Linked DNA regions of Macaca mulatta: region 1 is linked to region 2. A link is a contact called in public Hi-C data. All regions are on one chromosome and are shown on one strand. Each heading gives the region's core, a stretch centred on a gene start, on an enhancer-like site or on the middle of the called end of the contact. The rest is flanking DNA. Distances are from core to core; before and after follow the strand shown. Region 1 holds the start of NFE2L2 (NFE2 like bZIP transcription factor 2). Region 2 holds the start of HNRNPA3 (heterogeneous nuclear ribonucleoprotein A3).

What was found. A called contact is a pair of places that touch in the nucleus more often than the background predicts.
Region 1: a contact with region 2 is called in a Hi-C map of liver, with 4 times the contacts expected there. The contact joins the promoter of NFE2L2 here to the promoter of HNRNPA3 in region 2. A contact is called at or near these places in 4 of 14 Hi-C or Micro-C datasets (CD4 T cells, blood, cortical neurons and 1 more).

Annotation. Positions count from the first base shown.
Region 1 is chr12:82,179,746-82,182,704 of T2T-MMU8v2.0, forward strand. NFE2L2 (NFE2 like bZIP transcription factor 2) reads right to left here and starts at 1,654. Exons shown (of 5, transcript NM_001257607.1): 1 at 1,461-1,654. The coding sequence starts at 1,505.
Region 2 is chr12:82,127,828-82,131,160 of T2T-MMU8v2.0, forward strand. HNRNPA3 (heterogeneous nuclear ribonucleoprotein A3) reads left to right here and starts at 1,564. Exons shown (of 10, transcript XM_077957239.1): 1 at 1,564-1,692. The coding sequence starts at 1,621.

The DNA of each region.
Region 1 (2,959 bases), core at 404-2,903, 52 kb after region 2:
ACACGTTTCCTTGAATTCCAATTTTTTTCCTAAAATTCATTTACAAAAGAAATTAGAAATATAAATATCTACTTTTAAAGTTTCTACAAGGATGAGCTGAAACTTCTTTTCACTTTTATAACAATTTACAGAAATTAGCATGTGTTTTGAAACGCAAGCGTTCCACTCTCTGCCCCTGCAAAAGAGGGTGGACATGTTAAGAAACTGAGGCAAATTCTCAACTGAAAAGGAAAAATATATAAAGTACTCAGGGAAGAAATAACAGCTGAAAGCAAAAAATTATTAACAAACTAAAAGCAATAGAAATTCTAATCTACACTCGCAACTCTTACCCTTGACAGCACAGAAGAGAATCTCCTGTCTTACACATTTTGGAATTGCAATTCTGAAACGCTAAATCCAAAGACAAAGCCGCTCTGGGGAAAATAACAATTGCGCAACAGATCAACAGCTCCAACTTGTCCCTTGGCCCTGGCGCGGCGAGGTTTGCACGCTATAAAGCAGGAAAGGGCCAACCGAGGGCTGCTGTGACGGCCAACAGACCGCTGTCACAGAGGCCAAAGCCACGCGCGCGGTGCGCGCCACCAGGGGGCACCGCGTCCGAACTAGACGCCCCGGGTGCCGCCGACTCCGGCCTCAGAGTCCGCTGCCCTCGCCCGCACTTTCCCGCGGCGTTGCGAGAGGCCAACTCCGGGTGCCCGGGCCCGAACCCCTCCCCGGCCGAGAAAGTGCGCGGGGCCCGGCTCAGCCGCCACACGTCGGGGCTTCTGGGCCCGCTGGGCACTTCAGGCGCTCCTCCCTCGTCCCGGGGTTGAGCTTTCAAGAAAGCTCAAGGCTGCCAGAGAGTGATCCGACAGATGGATGACTTCGCAAAGCAGCGCCCACAGACGGCCCAGCGGTGTGAGCGCGCCGCAGCCCGCACACACGGAGGTCTTGGGGCGCGGCGAAGGGGCTCTGGGTCCCAGCACGAAGGCGACCTCAGTTCCCCCGAGAGTGGCCCCGTGACTAGGCACATTTTTGCCGGCTCTGAGGCGGGGGAGCCGCGCAGCCCCGGAAGGGCCGGGCCGCGCCGGCTCAGACGGCCAGCGTCCGCCCCTCTTGCCCCGCCGCCCGCCGGGCCGCTCAAACTTAGGGGCTCCGAAGCCCAGCTCTGGGGACCGGGGACGCGGCTGGATTCGCCCACCACTGCCCACGCCCGCGGGCTCAGTCCCCAGACCTTCCCGCAACTTCCCACCCGTTCGCCCTCGGGCTCGTGGTCGGTCGGACCACCCGGCCGCGTCCCCGCTGCCCCTCCCCACCCTGCCCCAGCGCAAGCGCGGCGGCTCCAGCCAGCGCTGCGGTCCTGGCTCTGGCCGGACGTGGAGGAAGCCGGCTGCGGCTATCCCTCCCGGGCCGCGGTTCCCTAGCTCCCCCGCCCCCGTCCCGGCACCACCGCAGGGCCCAGAGGGCCGAGGCAGCACCTGCTGGGACGGGAGTCCCGGCGGCGGCAGCTCCAACTCCATCATGCTGAGCTGGGGACCGTGTGTTGGGGCTCCCCGACGGCGGCCCCGTTCCGGCTGCCAAGGCGCGGCGCGGACAGGGCGGCTCTGGTGGCGGCAGCGGCGTCGGTGGCTCCTCCGGGCTCCCCGGCACTCGCTGATCGGCGACACGCCGGCGGGCCCCTGCCCCGCTCCGCCTCCCGCCCCAGAAGGGCGGGGCAAGAGCCTGGGCCCTTCCTTCCCCCGCCGGCCGCGCGGGCTGAGCTTCCGAAAATCCCCCACCCGCGCCTGGGCTGACGCAAGAAGCTCGCGGTCCGGGGGCGGGAAGGGACTGCCAGCTGGGGTCCCAGCAGGCGGGGGATCGAGAGGAGGCCACAGTTAGCGCCCCGGTGCCGGCGTTCAGTTGCCCTCCCCCGCAAATAAGGGCAGCGCTCTAGCCCGCGAGATAAAGAGTTATTTGCGAAGGTCGCTGGAGTTCGGACGCTTTGAAACAGTTTAAACAGTTGGAACAAACACACCCGGAGCCCCGGAAAGGCGTTGGTGTAGGAGCTGCGCCTCCCTGATTTGGAGTTACAGAACCTTGCCCTGCTTTTATCTCACTTTACCGCCCGAGAGTGGCGCCAGCCGGGGTGGGGGGCTAAAGGTTTGGACCCAGGCCGTGCCACTGCCAACTGCCCTCCCGCCCTTGCTCCCCTCCCGGGCTGGGGGCAGTGGGCCCTGCCCAGGGGAGATGTGGACAGCGCCGGGAGCTCGTGTTCGCAGTCACCCTGAACGCTCTCCTCTGAACTCCCACGTGTCTCCGTCAAGGGCAAACGGAGAAGTCCCTTTAGGTCGGAGAGTGGTCAGTATTGCCTACCCAGAGCTGGGAGAAAAACGGGAACCGCAAGAGAACTTCTTCCCACTAAAGCACAGCCACCACGCCACAGATGGCGCCCTTCAACAGTGTGTAATACCACAACATGCTATGATCTTTTAATCTTTACAAATTTCTTTTTCACGTACTCACAAAATAGTACAAATTTTAAAAAGTTACAAAAACGTTTGTATAGTATTGGCTCATTTTATAAAAACATGTGCCCAGAAAAAAATTGAAGGATAGTTACCAATATATTAAATGCTGTGGAATCAATGATTTTTATCTTTTTCCTTGCTACTTCCAAGTATGCTTTAAATCTGCAATGCGTATGTGTTATGTCTTACATTAAAAACAATTATTTAAACATTAATTATTGCCCAGAGAAAACTTCAAGTATTTGAAATCAGGAATATTGTGAAACGGGTTCAAAGAGGATAGATAAATGGTTTGGTTTTGTTTTTTTCTTTCCTCTTACGCATTTACAGTCTTTCTAACTCTTTAACAAGACTGGTTTTCAGTTTCTACCTTCCTGGAATTATTCAGAACCAGGTGAAGTAGATAATACTGGCAGTGGTTTTACTATTTCATTCAAAAACCACACACACACACACACACACCCCTGACT
Region 2 (3,333 bases), core at 314-2,813:
AAAGGTCTTTCACTTTGCATTTTTCTTTGTATCCAGAATTGATAAAATTACCAGGACTATTTCACAGTAATCAGACTTAGAAAATCTTAACACTAACTAGACGCTAAGGCTATACATTCTTACAATGTCTCAAGTCTATTGCTGGCCATCAGGAGCACCTGGATACGCAGAATACGTGAAAGTTTGCGAAAAAGGAATCAAAGCAACAGGAGGAGTCTGGTTTGAACGGTTATTTCATCCAAATTACATTAAGGACTGCTAACTGGTTTCTGCCCCACAAAACTACCCTTTGTGCATGTTTCCAAACTATAACGCAGGTCCTCCTGGGGCAACGGTTAAATAAATTAACAAATTCTTAGACTTTGCGCTCCCTTTTCCAAACTCGAAGTCGACCACTCCCCATTTGTTAACAGAAACTTTTAATGTAACTGATTAGATTTCTAACCTTTCCTAGGGAGAACCAGTTCAATTCTAAAAGAGTTGGTCACATGGGTTGCTAAATTAAAATATAAAGCATTTTCTAACAGGGAAGGGAGGCTCGTCAATTGTGGTTATTTTTATCAGTAACTTTAAATATGGATTCATAGATTATCAATTTATGGCTGGCCTGGGTGTTAGAAGATGACCTAATCCCATCCCCCTTTTCATGTAAAAAACTGAAACTACAGCTCTGTGAAGTCAAATGATTTAAAATCATCTGACTAGGCCGAGAAAGGATTAGATCTCTAGAGCATTACGGTAACAATCTTTCGCAAACTGGTAGCATTATCTGGCGACCCTGCTTTTCTGAAAATCTTGTCAATTATTCAGTTCCTTAAATTCCGTCAGCTACAACAGATGCATCAGCTCTTTCCACACTAACTTGAAAGAAGCACATTAGAAAATAGTCCTGACTTGTTTCTTGAGATCAGTAACTAATGAACTGACCTCCACCAGTCCTGCCTCAGGTCGTTAATGGTAAAAATTCTGTATGTCGGCCGCGTTTTGAGGCCTGCCCAGGGTGCCTGTGATTCCTACACGTCGGAGCCGCAGGGATTTTCAGTACATGCCCTCAGGTGGGCGCCGCAGTCACAGACACTGGTCCCTGGCATTTGGAAACAGGATAGGTGGTCCGAAGGGCTAAGGGGTTTTACCTGCAACCTTTAAATTACAAGCAAGAAAAACGTAGGTTTTATTTCGGGCACAGGAATGGAATGAATTCGGAAAAGGAAAACTAGAGGCCTGCGGGGGAAGGAGGCACAAGCGCGAGAAGAAAAGGAAAGGCCTTTCTCTCTGGTGACGCGCGATCACGAGGCGTTTTCTCTACGTGGACGCTCACCATTGGCGGAGACCGAACTGACGTCCCGGAACTCGTCCGGACGCGAACGGCGCCAAGGCGGTCCTGCCCTGAAAGTCGGCGAGGCGCGCGCGCTCCCGCGGCACGCCGCGCCTCCGCCCTCCGCCCGCCAACCCGCTGGTCCAGTCGTTCTTCGCGCCCGCTTGGCTCCGCCCCCTTCCCAGCTCGCTCCTCCCCCACCAGACTGGCGGCGCGCGGAAAACGCGTCACGTGACGACTGGCCCCGCCTCTTCCTCTCGGTCCCATATTGAACTCGAGTTGGAAGAGGCGAGTCCGGTCTCAAAATGGAGGTAAAACCGCCGCCCGGTCGCCCCCAGCCCGACTCCGGCCGTCGCCGTCGCCGCCGGGGGGAGGAGGTATTAGGGGGAGAGCGGGGGGTTGGTGGGGAATGGCCGGCGTGGGGGGCCTGGTTCGGTGGGAGCGGGGAGGCCGGGTGAACCGGGGCGGCCGTCCCGCGCTCTTGCGTTGAGACGGGCGGTGGGAGGGGGAGGGGAGCGGGCCTTGGAGACCTCCTCGGGGCCCCTCACCCGCCTCGCCTTCATCTTCGGCTACACAGGCGGCCCCTTGGAGGCGCGGCGTGGTCGGGGAGGTCCCGGGAGGGAAGCCGGCCTGCCGGTTGCGCGGCCTCAGAAGCGAGGCCGAGGGCGGCATGGCGGGCCCCGGCGGGAGCGGTTGGGAAGAGGTTGTGGGGGAGGGGAAGGGACGAGCAGGCACATCCGGGCGAGCGAGCAGGCGGGCGGCGGCCACATTGACATTGATCCGCCGCCGTGTTACGAAATGGCGCATTGGCCCGCAATGGCCGCCGCCTCGCTCTGCCGCCGGGAAAGAGAGCCTGGGATTGGAGAGAAGAGGGCGGAGGCGGCCCGGCAGAAAATGCCGCAAATGGCCTCGAAGCACGAGAAGGTAGTGCTTTCGCTGAAGTTCGGCGGACGCTTTTCTGGGCATTTTACCGGTTCTCTCCGCGAGGAGAAGTCGATAATTGGCCTGTTCTTTTCTTCGCAGCATCCTGTTGGAAATATGAGATTGTTAAAAACTTTGCTGCTTTAGAATACTTCCTGTTTTTGCTGAAGTAGTTACATTACACTTCTCAAACCGCCATGTGGGCGAAGAACTTAGTATTTGAGAACTTGAGTGCAGATGTGAAAACCCAGCCAGCTTTTTACCGACCCCGGCCGTTGGGGAGGGTGGGTGGAGAAGAATTTGAGTGTAGATGTTAAGGAAGAATTTTAAAATGTTTTTTATCTTCATGTTTTCCCATTCTTTGAGTCGGCTCTGCTTGTAGTTTCCTGGAATTTTATTTAGAGGACTGCAACCAAAGTTGAAATTTTCACTTGTTTGCAGTACATTTAATGTGGATCCTAAATATTTTTGTCGATTTCGTTATTGTCAATCGAATACATTTATCCAAGACTTGAAAAGATGAGACTACGTGAATTAATGCTTTAGGCTCTTAACATTTTTTTCTAGCATGTGACAATCTTCACATTAAATGCCTTAACATCTCTACCTCTAGAAGACACTTGAAGACATGAGAATGTAAATGTGAGCCCCCTTATTTAAGGACTTCGGGTGAAGGAAACCTTCATGCATTAAATAACAGTTCATGCAATGTGTTAAGAAGTCTGACTGAAGTATAAAACAATTTCAAGACATCCTAATTCTTAAAAATCTCAATTTTTGTTTTGCTGTGCTCCGTTCTTATGGTCAGACAATACATACCATTCCTAATGTAAGTTCAACTTGGCAGTTTGTTGTGACTCTTAAAATTGAGTCATAAAATGAAGATTTTTGCAGCATATAACAAACATGGGTTATAGAAAGCTATTTGGTCGGCTTTTTTTTTTTCCTCTTAGTTTTTTTGGGAGATGCTGGTTTGGCTTAGGAATGCCTATTTTAAATTAATTTGCTTGAAAGCAGTGAGTTTCTGTAAGTTTGACATTTAGAACTTTTAGATTGTTCATCACAGTTTGGAGTTTAAAATTAAAAGCATGTTGGGA